Regions from separate parts of the Capsicum annuum genome. Here region 1 is linked to region 2. Evidence: chromatin contacts called from public Hi-C data. All regions are on one chromosome and are shown on one strand. The core of a region is the stretch at or near the end of the contact, and the rest is flanking DNA. Distances in the headings are between cores, read along the strand shown.

What was found. Hi-C and Micro-C count contacts between places; a contact is called where the count stands out from the background.
Region 1: a Hi-C map of leaf shows a contact between it and region 2, with 4 times the contacts expected there. The contact joins the promoter of LOC107851083 here to the enhancer-like site in region 2. A contact is called at or near these places in 2 of 5 Hi-C or Micro-C datasets (leaf and placenta).

The regions. Positions count from the first base shown.
Region 1 is chr12:142,559,690-142,564,037 of UCD10Xv1.1, forward strand. LOC107851083 (OVARIAN TUMOR DOMAIN-containing deubiquitinating enzyme 5) reads left to right here and starts at 1,309. Exons shown (of 3, transcript XM_016695989.2): 1 at 1,309-1,451; 2 at 3,831-3,943. The coding sequence starts at 3,840.
Region 2 is chr12:142,068,768-142,072,978 of UCD10Xv1.1, forward strand. It overlaps LOC107851140 (a long non-coding RNA gene), which reads right to left. Exons shown (of 6, transcript XR_007047946.1): 5 at 3,279-3,476; 6 at 664-894. Among protein-coding and RNA genes, the nearest start is that of LOC107851140, 7.0 kb to the right of the region's middle. Within about 2 kb of position 2,249, at least 2 of the 5 cell types and tissues checked have an H3K27ac peak or open chromatin away from gene starts, as enhancers often do. A contact at or near this core is called in leaf, where this site is marked.

The sequences.
Region 1 (4,348 bases), core at 59-2,558, 490 kb after region 2:
GTTTGGGAGTTGAATCAATCATAATGAAGGCTGAGTAAACTGATTTCCCTTTAATTCCCTAAAAAAGTCAAAACAACGTATGTAGGGTTTTAAAACTTAAAAATGACCAAATAAACCTTTAAAATGCATAAAAAGTTGTTAGCGTCTGATATCGAGACTCAGATCACGAGTCGTAGGTTGGGAGCAAGAGTTGTGACTTAACTTGTAGGTTCATACCAATTTTGCGTTGAAACTTTTGGGTGTTACAATATGGTACAATATTAAGTTTTTAAAAAATATTATATTATTACCACACCAAATTAATTCAATGTGGTTAGGTATTTCAAAGTTTGATTATGACATTTTGTGATATGGTAAAGCAGTAACCATGATTTTCTCGGTTTCAACTTACATATAATAATATAATGGAGAATTAGGACTTTCTCTAGCGAAAAAAAAGCTCCAATTATATCATATTAACACGTATCAATAATTCTCTTTGTTAATAATTACACAAAAATGACATTTCAATTAAGATAGAGTAATCAAAATACTAAGTATTTAATTATGTACTAACGCTGTTTTATGTAAGTTGATATTATAATATCATACTATACAAATTGTATATGCAATTGTATATGTCGATACAATATTTGATTTTTTAATAAATATTGAATACGGTAACAATATTAATTTTTTTAAAATATTTATTAAATATCATAATATCGTGATATTTAAAAATTTAAATTATTATATCTACATTATCATCCCACCCCTAGGTGACAACATCCCTATTTTATTACTCCTGTTGTTCCAGTTTATATAACTCACTTTCCTTTTTATTCGGTCTAAAAAGAAATGAAATATTTTAAAATCTAGTAATAATTTATTTTTAAAATATTTACTTTATCCTTAATAAAATAATTTATAGTCACACAAACATCTATGACTTTTTTAGATCACAAGTTTCAAAAATCTATTTTTTTTTTCTTAAACTCCGTGTCAAGTCAAACTAACTTATACACCCTCTGTCTAATATTATTTGACATATTTAATTACTGTATAACTCTTAACGGAAAATTAATAAAGGTGCAAATTAACTAATATGGTCCTATTAAACTCACATTAAATATTGTCATTACCTTTTGAGTTAGTTATTCATTAAGGATAAAGTTGGATAAAATATCTAATTATGTCTTGATTATTTAAAAATATTAATTATTTTGAGATAAATTTTATTTTAGTGAACATGTCGAGTAATATAAGAGGTATGGAGTACTTATAAATTAGGACGGAGTGAGTATTAGTAAAAGAAAGAGACCAAAGTGGAAGAAAAAATAAAAGTTGGGACCTGTTTCTTTTTTAAAAAAAGTTAAGGAGCATATACATCTCTACCTTTCGGACTTTCGGCTGTCGACTCCAAGTTTATCATCAGCATCCACCGCCTAGGGTTCAATTACGAAATTGGCCAGGTATTTTCTTCTTCGGCTTTTCTTTCTCCTTATTTCTTCTTTTCATTGTTTTATCTATTTATTTGTTTTTATTTTTTCAGTTATTAATTTAATTTAATTTGCCATTACAGTCTTTATTTTTTCCAGTAGGCAATAGCTATTCTATTTTCTAGTAATCAGTATGCCATATCAATTTTTGAGTCAAAATACCATTAAACCCCTGCTTCAAGTGGAGTCCAAATCCTTTTTACAGTTGCTGATTATTGAAAAAATGATTTTGATTCACATTGAAGTAGGGTGCTTAGGAGATTTACGATGAGATTTAGGACTCTTTTTTTATAACCATGGTGCCCGTGCCAGCTAGTGTGCACCTGACTAATTCCAGGGGATACTCGGTACCTTCAACCAGAAGCAAGTAACAGGTAAACTCCCTCCACCAATGCTGGAACAAATGTGATGAAATCTTCGAGTGTTTTGTCTCGGGATTTGAACATGAGACTTCATGATGCTCAACCCACTTTAATGACTACTAGGCCATACCCTTTGGTGCTATTTTTAGGACTTGTTACTGAGCCTTTTGGGGTAGTGTTGATAGTCGTAGAGATTTGCATATGAAAGAGTGCTATTTTTAGGACCTGTTACTGAGCCTTTTGGGGTAGTGTTGATAGTCGTAGAGATTTGCATATGAAAGAGGAAGCCACATAGAGGAAGCAATCACAGTGAAGTAGCGTAGCAAATATGATACTTCATTTATATGAGAAGTGAGTTCCTTATATGGAACATGCTTCCGGAGAAACTAATGCCAGAGAAAATGGATTTCTTTAGGTTCATAATTGTGAAGGATCTGCCTCTGGCTTGTATATGGTATCACAGTATCATGAAGATGATTTTTCGTACCTATCCTTGTTGCCTGATGATTAGAGCATAAAAAATACTGTGGTCTTGAAGAAATATGAAGATCCTTGATCTTGGATTATTTCGTTATAAAATCATCAATGAGGTGGAACCTTTCTTAGAAATGTTGTACATGAGACAATGGTTAAACCATATTACAATATAGGACCCAAATGAAGGTGGCATTTCGTTTGCTTCTTGGGGAGTCATTTTAACTGAGGAAAATTTAAGGAGATAAGTTAGTTAATTGGAAACAACCTCTCTACTGCACCTGAGGTAGTGGTATGGTCTGCGTACACTCTACCCTCCACAACCCCACTATGTGGGAATAAACTGGGTATGTTGTTGTTGTTGTTGTAAGTTAGTTAATTGGAGAGTAGTGTTTCATACCATAGGAGCAAGAGCAGTTGGAGGACCGCTCCTTGTGGGGTCTTATTGGTCAATAGAAAAGAAAGAAATTAGAGAATCTTTGAATGAATTGAATACCTGTTGAGTGTAGCTCTATTTATTTTTTGTATTTTTTGTATAGCGGAAAAATTCCAGCTTGTTGACTGTTTGCTTGATTCTGTGGGTCATTTAAAGCTTCTGCAATGCGCTACTGTAGTACTGTTATATTGTTGACTCCTTGGTGTTTTATGTATGAGTTTTCTCATTTAATAGAAAAATGAGTTGGAATAGAGGAGGAAAATGAGGATTATGAAGATGGCTGTTGAAAAAATGACTTGTGTGGAAGGTGAAGCTTAAATGCCAATTCTACTGTTTTCTCTATAATTGGCAGAAGTTTATAAATTTAGACTCAGAGTTCTATTGGGGCAAAGTTGTGCAGTTTTCTGATGTATTATGTTCCCATATGGCTTTAAGAGTGGATAATGAACCCAACCTAAAGGTGCAACTCAATCATATTAATGATCATGCTTTCAAGCCTGCAAAACAAATTAAGACTGTTGCATTTCCCCGTGTAATTTTAAATTTTCACTGGCTATTGAGCATCTGGTAAGGTGTTGTTGGTTGGTGTGAATAAAGAAGGAAAGTTCTTTTTTTCTTCCTTTGAGATAAAGAGGGAAGAAATTCTTGGAATCTGCTAACGACTGTTTGAAACTCATTTTCCCAAACACTTGAGATTTGGCTAGTTGAAGCTCCATCATCCATTTCTGGGTGATAGATACAAAATTTTACTGCTTCCCTGGTAGTTTGTTGATGTCCCAAAATAAAAGAGAGCTTGATTATTGATACAAATCAAAGTCTAAATATTCCCTGGTATCTTGATTTTCTGGGCGATTCAGCACTTATTCAACTAATAGTGACCATGTTGATGGACATCTATTATCTAAGCAATAATCATAACAAAAACAATAGTTGTTATTATTACTAATCTATTTATTTTCATTAATAAATTATCTATTTGTTTTCTTTTCAGTTTGATGTCGACCTTTTATTCATTATGATTGATTTGTAAAATCTTGCCATTTATATGGGGATGCTTATTTGATGTTCATATTGTTTCAGGGTTTTGAAATGGAGGATACACCTAAAGCAGAAGATCAGTTGCCTGAGGGGGCCTCAGAAAGCGCGCCTCAAAAGATACCAGAAAGCCTCGAGGAGATGCTTTCTAGGCATAGGTACTTTATAAGGCCCTGAGGAGACATTTGGCCTTTGGTTTGCTCTCCCCTTTAATAATCTCTACATAACCCTCCACATGATTATTACATTGTTCGACTTGTAAGACCAGCATACTCTACTTGTATCCCTAGCTCTTTTATATGGAAATTCTCTCAACTTTGTACGCAGTTGCTCTTATTGCTTAAAATATGAGCATATGGAAGGATTACCAACCTTCTATAATGCTGATCCACAAAAAGAACTGGAAGTTTTTCTAATTATAGAAATGAATATTACAGGCACTACTAATTAGGATTGGAAGTCTATATGAGAAGATAGCTTATAACAGGCTTTTTGGATCATGCACAGGCTTTCAATTTTTGACCTGTGATAGGTAATCGTGTTTACCAATATCGCAGATGGCT
Region 2 (4,211 bases), core at 999-3,498:
AGTGCTTCATCGCTAAAAAAATTAAATTAACTACAAAAAAAAATTGTCCCCAAATGTAACATTTATGACGAATTTGTTTGTCATAAAAATATAATTTTTTGTAGTTGATGATATGCTTTTGTCATTAAAAAGTCATTAATACCGACAAAATTTCTTCGTCCCTAGTTATTTAGTTCAATCAACAACGACACAAATTGTCTCTCGAGTTAAATATATTTCGTGGTTGAACAAGTATATTTTCATTACTAATGACAACTTTTTGTATACAACAAATATTTTCATCCTTAAATGTATGAATTAGTGACAAAATTATTATTATAATAAAACTAAATAATTTTGCAATTAAATCTATTATTTTGTCACTAAAAATAATTTTTGTTTTTTACCGACGGTATAGAATTGTCACTAAATTTTATGATTGCCGACAATTACGATTGTCACAAAATACAAAATTAATTTGTATCAAATAAAAAGAAAGATTTAATACAAATACATTTATCACTAAATATAATCAAACTTCTGACGAAACAGTTTCTTTTGTGACAAAAATATATCTTAAAAGTCTAATTTAATTGTTGCTAAAAATTACCTTTGATAATAAAATCTTTTGTCACTAATTACAAGAAAACACTTAATTATTTCATAATGATATTATTTTTTAAATTAGAATTTAATAAATTGAAAATAAAATTATAAAACATGCCAGATAATGATAAAATCATCCACAATCATACAAATTAAGAAAACTAAAATTATATTAAGGTAATATCACCTTGGCAAAGTATTAAATATTACTCGTATCCTAGACTAAGATAGATATGTAGAGATTTCTTCCAAAGTACCAACAATTTGTTGAGCTTGCAGTTAGTCTTCATTCAACTCTCAATTTTATACCTGTGGAAAAAAGAAGAAAATTAGAATTGATGATGATGCTTATAGATTTGGCAATCAAAATGACTCTACATGTTAAACGCAGTAATGATCAAATGCAAGGCAATAGGGACAACAACAATGAGACACTAGTTAACTAAATCAAATCACACCACAACTAAAGAGCACAAATCAGATGAAAAAAATGTGCAGGTGTTGCACAGAAAACAATGGCAAAATCAGAGAAAAAGAGGAAAAGACTTTTTCTAAACACAATTCTATGCGAAAGAAGACCAAGACAAATCAGTCAGATAACCAACCTCCATTTAGTGAATACACAATGGGTTCATAAAACATCTAGGCTGATGTAATAGTTCATCAAAAGACCACACTAAATGATGAAATTCACTATAAGGAATCACACCGCAAAACTAACAAATTGACCAATCATAGCAACAAAATCTCAAATTATAGTGAATTTTCCTTTAATCACATCACCAAGTAATGCGCGGTAAAAAACCAGCTCACAGCAGACAAAATCATTCCATTACTGATCAACATCATAAATCCCCAAGATTAACAATATACATCATTTTTGGAGTTTTATCTCAAAAAGAAAAAGACATCATTTTCAAAGTTTTCTCAAAGACGAAATTTGAACGGACAAAAGCAAAATGAAAAGAAATTTGACAATAAAATTGATACAAAAAGAGTAGAGTATATATACGGTACGCCGTCTTGAGGAGACCAAATCACACCTGAACTAAAGAGCACAAATCAAACAAAAAAATGTGCAGGTGCAACACCAAAAACATTGGCAAAATCAGAGAAAAAAGGAAAAATGACCTTTCCTAAACACAGATCTATGTGAAAGAAGACCTTGAACAGGATCTAATTCTTCTTTTAGAGCTCCAAAATCAGTGTTATATCCTTGATCAAATCCTTTCGGATGATTGAATGTTATATGGCCACATAATGATTTAAGAAGGGATTGGCCATAAGAAAAGATGAAAATGTCCAATTTTTTGTTCACTAAAGTATTTTCTCCTACATTTTAGGAGAAAAGGCAGCAACTCCTTACTGAAATAAGGACGTTGTATAAGGCACCATGTTACTAAATTAATGTCAAATTATGAAACTTGTTAGAAATGCGCAAGTCAATTCCCCCGCCCCCCCCCCCCCCCCAAAAAAAAAGAAGCAACAAATCCAACCGGGGGAGGGGGGAGTAAAAGTTCAAATTATGTAGTACTAAGATAGATCAAATGTGTACACGTTATTCCTTCACGAAACTAAGGGTATAGGCACTAATTTAAGTTTATCATCATTGTACAAGAAATTGGACTGCACATAATTCATTTAATAATAGACAATGGCAGAGAAGGAGGGAAGAGACTTTCTTTCTTCAAAAATCCTGCTCATTGGCATGAGCACCAAATGTGAGAACCATGAGGATTCCATTCTCGGTGGTCGCCGTATCATTAAAAAAAGTTTAGGTATAAGCTCAAGATGAGATTCTTGGGATTACACCAGTTTGAATGTTGAAAGCACTACATAATGGGTGAGGCCTCATGTGGGTGCCACTGGTGATGTTTGTCGTCCTAAAGAGCCGTCAAATCATTAAGGATTAATGAAGAAGTATTCCTTTAAGCTAATGAGACACCATGTGGAATATTTATATGCACGCAATGTGTATCTTAGGTTGGCTGATCTATAATTATTAACAAAGCGACCAAGTACCAACAGTTAAAAATACAAAACATATTTTGATTCATCTTTGTTCTACCAGACTTCAACGTGGGCATTGGAGAAAAGATAAAGTTGTCATTGTGTGACTTATAGGTGATGGGTTCAAATAATGGAATCAACCAACTGTTACTTGAGTCATGATAGGGCCTACTTCACACCCCTTCGGGGAACATCCTTTCCCAAACCCCGCGAACAATATTCCATGCACTAGGCTGCCCCCTTTATGTTGCTAGACTTTACAAGGAAAAAGAGAATATAATCCTATAAGAATGTTCTAAGAATTTTCTTTGCATAGTTGTGGTGTCAAGGCCAACTTGCACACACCATTGAGTACCTGCTACCAGCATAGATACCTAGTAACACTGCCAAACAAGATTTAGGCAGATGGGAAGAAATCACATAGCATTTTTTGTATTAGTTGAGATCTGAACCCTGATCTCCTATGATTTTCACCCACTTTGACCTCTAAACCACACCTTCGAGAGCTATGACTATGATTGCATGAGAACTTCAAACAGTGGTAATAACTATAATTCACATTAACATACCATAGATAATGCTATTGACCAAAAATAAGCTCAATTTCAAAAAAGTTTTGTAATCCATTAACAGATAGGAAATTCTGCTAGTTAAGTAATAAATGAGTTAAAATTTTGGACAACCTCTTCACGGCTAGCAAGCAAAAACCGAAGAATGCTTGGATCTCTGTCATTCACGTACTCATCCTCATTAATTCTCTCACCCTTAGATTCTACAATCTCTTTGCACTTTGCAATGAGTTTTTCAATTGTTTGTCTGATTACAGAAACTGCATTTTCAGCCTTTATTTGTCGTGGGATGATCTTACATAAATCTTTGATCTACATAAACATCAACGATGTCAGTCTAAGTTGTTAGAGAGATTAAGCTCGGCAAAAACCATTCAAGTATAGGAAGAACCTTCCTGCCAATATCAACAGTTATGGAACTGTCAAACTCTCTTTTAAAGTTTAAACCACAAGGTATCATGCTGCATAATTCATTGATATCAATAGCTATGCGCCAGTCCAAACTCGTTGGTTGATTGGGTCGGTCTTTTATATCAGTTTTATTCAACTGGGATCCATTTCATGCCAATACGAATTCATTAACACTGCAAGGTCCTTTAACATAAAGACTGTGACAATGCAATATCTTCAAAATGTTCATGTGAAGCTGCATATTTCAACAACATCTGCACCCTAAACTAGCTGGAGACTTAAACTCAGTTATTTGAATCATCTATATCCACTCTGCTCTAGGAGAGTCGAAGTTGGCTATTTTAATCATTTATATCCACTTTGCTCTATTTGAGCCTATTTCACTCCAAAACAAGTCAAGTTGCAGTCTAACAATTTTTCTTTGGGGGTTTACATATACCTATCATTGGTGCTATAATTAAACTTTAGAAGAAAAAATCCATACTGTAATAAACCAAAAAGGAATTCTGCCTATATTTCAATTTGTTCATCTTACTTTCATATTTAGTCCATTTCAAAAAGGAAAGTCTCTTTCCTTTTCTAGAAACTCTTTAGTTCTAACTTTCCACATAACGTATTCAAAACCACAAAATTAAG